Regions from separate parts of the Sus scrofa genome. Here region 2 is linked to region 1. A link is a contact called in public Hi-C data. All regions are on one chromosome and are shown on one strand. The core of a region is the stretch at or near the end of the contact, and the rest is flanking DNA. Distances in the headings are between cores, read along the strand shown. Region 1 overlaps ZNF704 (zinc finger protein 704). Region 2 holds the start of ZBTB10 (zinc finger and BTB domain-containing protein 10).

The links. Hi-C and Micro-C count contacts between places; a contact is called where the count stands out from the background.
Region 2: a contact with region 1 is called in a Hi-C map of retroperitoneal adipose tissue, with 3 times the contacts expected there. A contact is called at or near these places in 1 of 5 promoter capture datasets (liver), 18 of 47 Hi-C or Micro-C datasets (alveolar macrophages, brain, embryonic fibroblasts and 13 more) and 1 of 2 datasets of targeted methods (skeletal muscle).

Annotation. Positions count from the first base shown.
Region 1 is chr4:55,956,884-55,962,528 of Sscrofa11.1, reverse strand. ZNF704 (zinc finger protein 704) reads right to left here. Exons shown (of 9, transcript XM_021089176.1): 4 at 4,190-4,422. Among named protein-coding and RNA genes, the nearest start is that of ZBTB10, 210 kb to the left of the region's middle.
Region 2 is chr4:56,171,364-56,176,511 of Sscrofa11.1, reverse strand. ZBTB10 (zinc finger and BTB domain-containing protein 10) reads left to right here and starts at 2,175. Exons shown (of 6, transcript XM_005663005.3): 1 at 2,175-3,229. The coding sequence starts at 2,252. LOC110260268 (a long non-coding RNA gene) reads right to left here and starts at 1,477. Exons shown (of 2, transcript XR_002343237.1): 1 at 886-1,477; 2 at 1-500.

The DNA of each region.
Region 1 (5,645 bases), core at 3,104-5,603:
GAGAAAGAAAGAAAGAAAGAAAGAAAGAAAGAAAGAAAGAAAGAAAGAAAGAAAGAAAGAAAGAAGGAAAGAAAGAAAGAAAGAAAGAAAGAAAGAAAGAAGGAAAGAAAGAAAGAAAGAAGGAAAGAAAAAAAGAAAGAAAGAAAGAAGGAAAGAAAACAAAACAAACAAAAAAAAAGAAATGAAAAGTCTTCCTTAAGTTTTCAGGGTAACAGAACTGAGTTGAGAATGAGGATTTTTTTTTCTTTTTCATACACTGCATCTGCAGCATGTGGAAGTTTCTGGGCCAGGGGTCGGCCTGCACCACAACCACAACAATGCCAGGTCCAAGCCAAGTCTGTGATCTACGCCACAGCTCATGGCAATGCTGGGTCCTTAACCCACTGAATGAAGCCAGGGCTCAAACCCACATCCTCATGGATACTAGTTTCTGCTGAGCCACAAGGGGGAACTCCAAGAATGAAGATCTTTTGAATTCTGAGTAAAACTCCTTCATTTATGACTTACCATGTTCCTTTTCTTTATAATAAAGAACAAGGGCTTCCAAACTTTAAAAATTTTTTTTTTCTTTTGGTGGGGGGTGCTGTTTCAAGGGCATGCAAAAGTTCCTGGGCCAGGGACTGAACCTGTGTCACAGCAGTGACCTGAGCCATAGTAGCGGCAATGCCAGATTCTCAATCCACTGGGCCAACAGGGAACTTCTTTCCACACTTGTTTGACCATGAGCCACAGTAAGAGATACATTCTGTTTAGTAGACACACAAGTGTATGACTGAAACCAAAGCGTCCAGAAACAGTACTCAGCCCGATTACATACACTGCACCCTCTTCTATCGTATTCATTAAAGATGTGCTGTTTGCAGCTCATTAAGTGAATTCATAACCCACTACTGGATTGAGATCTACAGTTTGGCCTCGAAGGTTCTGTAACCATCCTCACAAGACATATGACCATCATAATTGCCCATGGTCTTAAACGAATACTATGAATCTGAAGGAATGAAGAGGAAAATAAAATGATTTCAGAAAGTTTCACTGACCACCACATACTGCCAAATGCAGGAGGCAATGAACTCTTAGAAATCTTTAAAAATATGATTTTAAAAACTCTAAAATAGCTGCATTTCAGCAACTGTATTTCTACCTCATTGTGAGTATAGCATTGGTCACTCACAATTATTACTGCCTCTTTACACATCTGTATCCACCACCCAACTTCCAACCTGGAAGGAAGGGACTATGCCTTAATCTCAGGGCATCAAGCACTGTGCCTGCTGGGTGCTCAGTAAATACTGGTTCACTTAATACATTAAAAAGATGAATTGCAGGAGTTCCCTGGTGGCTTACTGGTTAATGATCCAGTGTTGCCACTGCTGTGGCTCTGGTCACTGCTATGGCCTGGGTTTGATCCCTGGCCTAGGAGCTTCCTCGTGCTGCCTGTGTGGCAAAAAAAAAAAAAAAAAAAAAAATGAATAGTGACCATCCTACTTTCTGGTTACTCTCACTCTTCAAAGTAACTTCAAGTTCAAAAGCCAGTGCCTTGGTCCATGTAAGATCCACGCATTAAACATCAGGGACCATAAGCTTTATCCTCTTGGTATTGCCCTGGGGAAACTTCGTAGGGTCTGAACAGAGGGAGAAGTTAGAAAGAAAGAAGGAGGAACATGGTTCTCAAACATTCATTCATTCCTACCTGCAAAGTGGGTCTGTGCCCTTCAACTAAGTGCTGCTGCTTTTTTTTTTCTTTTCCATTGGTGACGTGACTTTCCCCTAATTGACGTCTATAGACCTTACATGTGAATCTGACCAATGCAGCCTAATTGCAATGCAAGAGTGTAAATTCTGGCTCGTGGCTCCACTAGAAAGGACAGGCTGTGGCCGACTTTCCTTCCCCAGTGCACTTTACAAGCATGAGGGTTCCCTGTGCTGTGAGTTCTTGCCACTGGGCTGGACCACACTTCATGACAGCCAGGACCACACACTCTGAGGGCTCCAAAGAGAATGTCTGTGCAGCCTGAAGCAACAGAACAAGACTCCAGATCCATGCAGCCGTCTTGCCTGAGGAGTCCCACTGATACAGTAGCTCCTCTACTAGCCTCTCTCCCCTGCTAGCCAAGCAAAAACCCAGTGTCTCTGGGAACCCATGGGATGCAAGAACAACTCCAGGCCCCCTGCCTGAAGGACCAGTGTGTGAAACAGCAGGTCTTCATGCTGCTGCCTCTGAGAAGGACAGGAGACTACTTTAAGGCTTGTTTCTCTGGGCAGACAGAGCGCCTGCACCATGGACACTGTCACACACTCTGCAAGGATGCTAAGAGACGCCAAGGAGGGACAGTGTTGGAGCAATGCCATTTGTTTTTCTCTTTGAAATGAATTGGGGGGGAGGGAAGGTTGCATTGTAGTCCTCAGGGTTTTCTTTTCTTTTTTTGGGGGTGGGGGAGGGGCCCACCTGTGGCATATGGAAGTTCCCAGGCTAGGGATTGAATCTAAGTTGCAGCTGCAGACCTATACCACAGCTTACAGCAACGCCGGATCCTTGACCCACTGAGTGAGGACAGGGATCAAACCCGTGTCCTCATGGATGCTACTAGAGATCCTTACCAGTGAGCCACAACAGGAACTCCCTCCTCAGGGTTTTCTTTGGATTTTTGTTGGTGAATAATCATTAATAATAAAGGTACCAACTGCAAATCAAAAAATTAATATGTAATAAAATGTTTCATATTTATATGGAAATTTAAAAAATAAAGTTAAAAAGTGTTTTGGATATAGCAGTAGTATTTCTTTATGAAGTAGAAACACTTTAAAAAATTGTGAGTGAACATAATAATTTAAATGTATGTGGGAAGAATGAAAAGAATATGAGCTTCCGGTTCCGGCAGACCTGGGTTGGAATGGTGGCCCTTTTTAACCTGCATGACAGAGGTGAGTTGAATGTATAATAACCTCCCTGGTCCTTAATCTCCTCATCAAGATGGGAAAATAAAACTCACTGTATAGGACTACTTCGAGGATTAACTAAAAATGTAACCATCGACAGATGAATGGATTAAGATGTGGTACATATATACTATGGAATACTACCCAGCCATAAAAAAGAGTAAGACAATGCCATTTGCAGCAAGGTGGATGGAGCCAGAGACTCTCATATTAAGTGAATTAAGTCAGAAAGAGAAAGACAAAAAACCATAAGATACCACTTATATCTGGAATCTAATATACTGCACAAATGAATCTTTCTGCAGAGAAGAAACTCATGGACTCGGAGAACAGACTTTCAGTTGCCAAGGGGGAGGAGGAGGGAGTGGGATAGACTGGGAGCTTGGGGTTAACAGATGTAAACTATTGCATTTGGAAAGAATAAGCAATGAGATCCTGCTGTATAGCACTGTGAACTATATCTAGTCACTTGTGATGGAACATGATGGAGGATAATGTGAGAAAAAGAATGTGTGTGTGTGTGAGGCTAGGTCACTTGGCTGTACAGTGGAAAACTGACAGAACACTGTAAAACAACTATAATGGAAAAAATAAAAATCATTAAAAATAATAAAATATTAAAATGTAACCGCTTAATTGATTAAGTCAATTCATTAGATCTCCTTATTTCACACCTAATGTAATGAATACATAATTTGGGGTATGTAGGTACTACATATGTTTATATGTTAGCTTTCATGTGTATTTCAATCTGGTTTTATAAAGATGCAAAATATTCTTTCCAACAACCTTTCAGGGCTCAGTGAAGCAGAAAAGAGAAAAACATTAATTTTATTTTACAGATGAAAAAGTTAAGTCCCCACCAAGAGAATGAGTTAATTACCAAACCAAGCCTGAAGTCCAATTTTTTTTTAACTTCCAAATACTGGTAAGTGCCAGGTTTCCTGATGTTAACTCTTACACCAGAGCAGCAACTTAGAACCAGGGAAAGGGATGGGACTGGGGTGGTGGAAGGTGTATCTGGAAGACAGCGGCAGAAACATATCGGTGTTTTAGTCTTTTATATCTGTCTTTAGTCATGACCCTTAATTTATTTTGAAACGTCAAAGAATCTTAAGAGGGGAACAGAGGCTGCTTCTGTTGATCAAAAGGGGCGTGGGGAGAAGGGCCAGAATCACCACCCAGGCTCGGAGCCGCCTTTGGAAGGCAGATGGAAAGCACATTTCTGCAGTGAAAACCCCAAACCCACCTTTCGTTTCCTGGGAATGGGCTCGTCAAAGAGAAGGTTGCTGGCCTCCGCCTCGTCGATGCCGTCGTCCGTGGGCGCGGGGCTGCGGAAGGGCTTGAAGCTGTCGGCGGACAGGGGCGGCGACGGCGTGGACGGGTTGGACTGGTCGCTGGGGGCGCTCCAGCTCCAGTAGCCGCTGCTGCTGGTGCTGGAAGGCACGCCGCTCCCCTCCTTCCAGGATCCACTCAGGCCCTCTGTCCGCGCACACAAGCTCCGCGTCAGTACTCAGTTAGGGACACCCGGAGCCCAGGGGGCGGGGGCGGGGCAGGGGTGGTGGGATTTCAGGGTGGGAGACGGGGTCCTGGATTCTAGACGCTGATGATAGCGCCTACAGCCCTCTGAGTAATTTGCACCAGCTGAGTATGTATGTTATACTCTATACCTCCAAAAAAGAGGTCACATTATAATTTATAAACATTTATTTTAATCACATAACAGGTTTTTTCCAAGAGTTTTCTGATGGGCCTTGTGCCACGCTTGTTCTTTAGGATGATAGTGGAGATTACATGAAAACAAGGAAAAGAAAGATGTGTAGATTCACTAGGTTTGGGAAGATCAGCGTTTATATATTGTTTTTGTTTTTGTTTGTTTGTTTCTTTTAGGGACGCTCCAGCAGCATATGGAGGCTCCCAGGCTAGGGGTGGAATCGGAGCTGTAGCTGCCTGGCCTATGCCACAGCCACAGCAATGCTGTATCCTTAACCACTGAAAGAGGCCAGGGATCGAACCCGCATCCTCATGGATACTAGCCGGGATGGTTAACCTCTGGTCACAATGGGAACTCCCTATACTGCATTTCTAAGGGAGAAATTATGTGTCCTATTTGTGGATCCTCCTACTCACCCCCTCCAACTCAGCATTTTAACTTTTTAAAAGTTATCTCTTATAGGACCATGACCCTTAGACTATGCTTATAGAAAAAACTAGTCTAAGATTTAAGAACCTAAGAGAAATCCTTTCTGATTAGTCACCAAAAGCCATTTACTCTCCTGAAATAACACTGCCTTACATTTGGTGGGGGTTTTATGTCTTAAAAAGTTTATTCACACAATCTCATGCATTCTCACAATATCTATCTTTCGGAGTAAGGATTATCATGCCCATTTCACAGATGAGGACCCTGAGGTACCAAGAAGTTGGGACTTGCCACTTGACTATGACTAGTACATAACCCACATGGGCCAGAGCCCCAAACCCTGGTCTACCAGTTGAACTTTTTCTCCTCCAGTGCAGGCACTTGTGCTGTTAGTATCCTCCTTTCTCCCTGGCAAAGCTGAGATCGGATGAGGATTTATTGGCAATAATTACTGACAAGACTGGTATTGAATTTCACCTTTCCACTTGTGGGGAAAAACATGATGAAATGCTTGCTAATGTAGATAGATCTTTGCCCAGTTGGAATACCTTCAGGAGGCTCC
Region 2 (5,148 bases), core at 926-3,425, 220 kb before region 1:
CTGTCTATTTTAAAAATAGGAATTTCTGAAGAGTACAATCATAAAATTAGAAAGCCTAAAAATCGTAACACATGCTTTTTATTAAACATATATAACTTCCCATTAATATATGATAGAAAATTAAAGCCTCTAACACTAGATAATCTACAATTGTAGTTTGTATTTCTCATTTTTTCCTATGCACATAATACATACCTCTGATAGTAACATATATCATTTTTCCACTCTTGATAATTATCTTGAACATATTTTATATTAGTTTGTGATTAAACTCTCAATACTTTGTCTTTTAAGTTATTTTTATTTTTTCCATTATAGCTGGTTTACAGTGTTCTGTCAATTTTCTACTGTACAGCAAAGTAACCCAGTCACACATACTTATATACATTCTTCTTCTCACATTATCCTCCATCATGCTCCACTGTGACTAGATGTAGTCCTTTAAGACATTTCTTAGAAGAGTAAAAAGCTCCTCCATTGCTTGAGAATATCTTTTTTACCTGAAATACAGTTGAATAAAAATAATAAAGATTTATTTCACATTTCAAAATAGTAGAGTCTAAACACTTTAAAATTGGCTAGATTTAGCTTATTCGAAATTTTACAAATAGGGGTATAAGGGCTCTAAGTTGGAAAATCTTTCCCTGAAAAACTTGACTATGATTATTACTATGACTTTCATTTCCCGCTCAATCTGTTCTTCTAATCATTCTAAATTCCATATGCAGTGTAAACAGTTAAAAAACAAGTCCTAAAAAGCAATTCCTGTCATACACACGTTCTTCTTCGGAGTCGCACACGGCGTCAGTATAAGCAGACTCCTCCCCACTCCTGGGGAAAACCCTGCCTAATATTTATAACGTTATGACATACTGTAATACTCACAAGGTGGTTGTAGAAGTATAAACACGACTGGGGTTATCTGATTGGCTGCCGGTGATGTAACACCCATGTCAATACTTCCCACTGAACGCACGTGTTCGACCTTTTATTTAAATTTCCATTTCATCACAGCAATAAGACACTCGGGGCGGTGCATTTTCTGTGAAATGATTATTGCCCTGGGCCTGAGGTGCTGCCTCGCGCACACAATGCACCAGACAAGGAGGTGTCCGTGGTTGCAATCTCCTCGCGTGAAAGGCACCGCCTGGTCCAGTCTTTGTGAAGGAACAAAATAAGTTCACTTCCTCGGGCACCGCCGCCCACCCCCAGCAAATGACACGGCTGGAGCGCGGCTCCCACCGCACAGTTTATTTCCAAAGTCCCAGGTGAACTCGTGGCGAGAGAAGGAAAATGTGCCTCCTGGGCGCGGGTAGGTGCGTGCGGGCAGCGGGGAGGCGGCCAGACCCTGACACTCGCCAGCTGTTTGTCCTCCGCGGAGCCCGGCCCCGGCCGCACACGCCCGCCCCCTCCCCGAGACCCCCAGCCCGCCGCCCGGCCTTTTGTCCCCCGCCCCTCGGCCGACTTCCTTCCCCGCGGCCGCACCCCCGCCCCCAGGCCGGAGGCGCGGCCCGGCCCCTTTCCCGGTCCCCTGGCGCCCCCACCCCACCCCAGCCCAGCCCCAAGCCCAGCCCCCCTCCCCCAGCCCGGCCCCCACCCTTTCCCCCTCCAGCGGTTACTGCTACCCCGGTGCATTGTGGGCGCACGGTCCGTTGTTCATTTGCCATTCGACCTCCGCCAGGGCCTGGTCGGACGGAAACGCTCCGCCGGCTTTATTGTCGGTTCGTTATGTGGCGGAGCCCGGCAGTTTAACGTGCCTGTCGCCCTCACCGCCTCGGAAGCCGGCGGCGGCGGCGGCGTCGGGACTCCTCGGCGCGCCGGAGGAAGGATATCTGTTTGCAGGGTCGGTGTGTGCGCGCGGCTTTAAAGAGGGGGCAGCGGAGGGTCTCCCCGCACTCCGCCTCTCAACTTCGAAGGCCCCACGCGCCCGGGCTCGCTGCTCACCTCTCCGCCGCCCGCCCCCTTCTCCGCGCGGGACGCTGCCTGGAGCGCAGCGGGGCGGGGGTGGAGGACGAGGAGGCGGCTGGAGGCGGCGGCCCGGCGGCCGGCGGCGGCGACGGACGCGTGAGGCAGCCCCGGGAACGAGCGCGAGCCGGGCGGCCGGGCGGGAGGGCGAGGCCGAGCCCCGCGAGACCGGAACGCCCGGGGTGGGGGCGGGGGCGAAGCGGAGGGGGAGCGGCGGGGAGCGCGCGGGACGCGGCCCGAGGCCGGGCGCGAGCCGGGGCACCGGGCGGCGGCGGCGGCGCGCGCCATGTCGTTCAGTGAAATGAACCGCAGGACGCTGGCGTTCCGAGGAGGCGGGTTGGTCACCGCCAGCGGTGGCGGCGGCGGCGGCTCCGTGAACAATAACGTTGGCGGGGAGGCCTCGGCTTGGCCCCAGCAGCCCCAGCCCAGACAGCCCCAGCCGCCAGCGCCGCAGCAGCTCAATGGGCGGGGGGCCGACGAGGAAGTGGAATTGGAGGGCCTGGAGCCCCAAGACCTGGAGGCCTCCGCTGGGGCGGCCGCCGCCGCCTCCGAGGAGACCAAGGAGTTGCTGCTCCCCCAAGACGCGGGCGGCCCCACTTCGCTGGGCGGCGGCGGCGCGGGGGGCCCCCTGCTAGCGGAAAGGAACCGTCGGACTCTGGCCTTCCGCGGCGGCGGCGGCGGCGGGGGGCTCGGCAACAATGGCAGTAGCCGCGGCCGCCCCGAGACCTCGGCGTGGCCCCTGAGGCATTTCAATGGGCGAGGGCCGGCGGCCGTGGAGCTGGAGCTGGACGCGCTGGAGGGGAAAGAGTTGATGCCGGACGGCGCGTCCCTGAGCGACAGCACCGAGGACGAAGAGGAGGGGGCGAGCCTGGGCGACGGCAGCGGGGCGGAAGGCGGCAGCTGCAGCAGCAGCAGGCGGTCGGGCGGCGATGGCGGGGACGAAGCGGAGGGCAGCGGTGTGGGAGCTGGCGAAGGAGAGACGGTCCAGCACTTCCCGCTCGCGCGGCCCAAGTCTCTAATGCAGAAGCTCCAGTGCTCCTTCCAGACCGCCTGGCTCAAAGATTTTCCCTGGCTGCGCTATTCCAAGGATACTGGCCTTATGTCTTGCGGCTGGTGCCAAAAGACCCCCGAGGACGGGGCGAGCGGGGACCTGCCTCAAATGGGGCACGACGAGCTTTCGCGAGGGACCCGCAACTACAAGAAAACCCTCCTTCTGAGGCACCACGTCTCTACCGAGCACAAACTCCACGAAGCCAACGCCCAGGTACGGTATACACTGCTGCTACTTTTTCAGTTTGGGGTGGTATGGGGGGGGTTATCAACTAAAAAAAACCAAAAACCTCGAAACCGCTTTCCTGAGTGAAGGCGTCTTTCCTGTTGGGAGAGAGGTGTAGGAATCTTACGGGTGGGGGTTTTGAAAGCCTGGGAACAAGTTTTCGAAAGTTATGGGGGAGGGAGGGGGAGGGGATGACAATTTTTTTCTAATCGCAGCGCTGAATTTGTTGTAACTTTTTTTAAGACTCAGATTCCTTTGCCCATCAGATTGAATCAAAAGGAAAGTTTAATAAAGCGAGGTTGATGGTTTTAACCCTGTAAGGTTGACTTTGTGGTCAAAATGTTATTAGCTGTGATTTTAGAAAAGCTGCTTCATGTTCGCAGTCTTTCAGAGTGCTGGTGGAAGTCAAATGTGGTAACTCTTTGAAGGATGAATTAAACAATATCCTTAACCTCTGACGCTACCCCTTTTAGGAGAACATCCAACCGAGAAAATTCTTTATATGTCAGGGTAATATGAAATATGAGAGCAGTCTGTGAATGCAGAGGAAGCTATTCAGCTAAGACTCCTTTTTTGTGAATAATTTTACTAATTTCATCTCCATTAAACTTCTTGTTGAACTTTTTTTAGCAAAGGCATGCTTATGGTAGTTTTTACTTGTTTTCTTAGATTTCTGTGCTGATATTTTCTATAATCCTTCCTTCTAAAACGTTTCTTATAAATGTAGTTTACTTAGCGTACTAGAAATGTTTAAAGTTATTTGTGCCAAGTAGTTGATTTGGTAGAGAATATATTTACCAAACTCCTTGAAATCATGTGCTCTTAGTTATAGAACAAGTAAGCTATACTTCAGCTCTTTTTAGCTCTTGTTTTAATATTTCTAGTATAAGTCTTAACATTTTGATAATCCCCTTTCAAGCCAAACAGATGTTGATCTGTTCTTCTAAGACTTGAGACAACCTGTGGTGGTGGATGGGATTCATTCTTTTGTATTGCTACCCAATCTTGGGTTTTACAAAGTCACCTTTCAGATACTAGTCCCTTTTTGTGTTTATTGGAGTGGTTTTGCTATTCAGAACATTTATACTGGAGTTAATTAGTAGCACAGAAGTTTCTCAGAAGTTGAGGCTTTAACTTTAAAACGTAAGGTTATTTTTCTCAGGAGGCAGTAGCAACAGTTTTTGCACAAGTTTTAGTTGCCTAAGCCCTAGAAGGAAGGTCACTTAAAGATACAAGGCACAGAAAGGTTAAGTAAATTGTCCCCAGTCTTAACAGTTCGTGGTGATAAATGAGACTAGAGTCTATAAGGAATGTTGCAATGGGGGAAAAAGGGGTTTGAGTAAATCTAGGTTCAGATCTCAGCGTTCTGCAATTACTAGCTTTGTGAGCTTGGGCATCGAAGTGCCAGACTTTCCTTTGACAAACACAGATGTCCCTTACACTGACAAGTAATTATTTTGTTCCCATTTTACAGAAGAGGAGTCTAGAGGCTTTAAAAGTTTATGAATCCTTGAAGTTATTTTAGTAATAATGACAGAGGTTAGAGGGCTTGTGAAAATGGAAGTGTACTTTTCTAAATAATGTAAGTTGTGTATAAAAAAAAATTTAGACAGAGTGAATTTTCCTAATATTCAGTGGACCAGTTACTCTTCTCCTGCATAGTGTCTCCCTGTAGGCAAATCTAATGGGAGTGCAAATTGTAATTAGCTGCTTAGTGAACCTGAAATCAGAGGAGGGGGAATTAGTTGTATAACTTTATGATGGACTTAGTATGGTGTATCCTCCCTTAGGCATGTGTCTGGATTAGGGGATTCATTCCTAGGTAAAACCTTTTCTAAACTTGATCCCTGAATTATGCCTCCCTTACCCTTTGCCTCCTTGAAATTCTCTTTTTACAGATATAATCT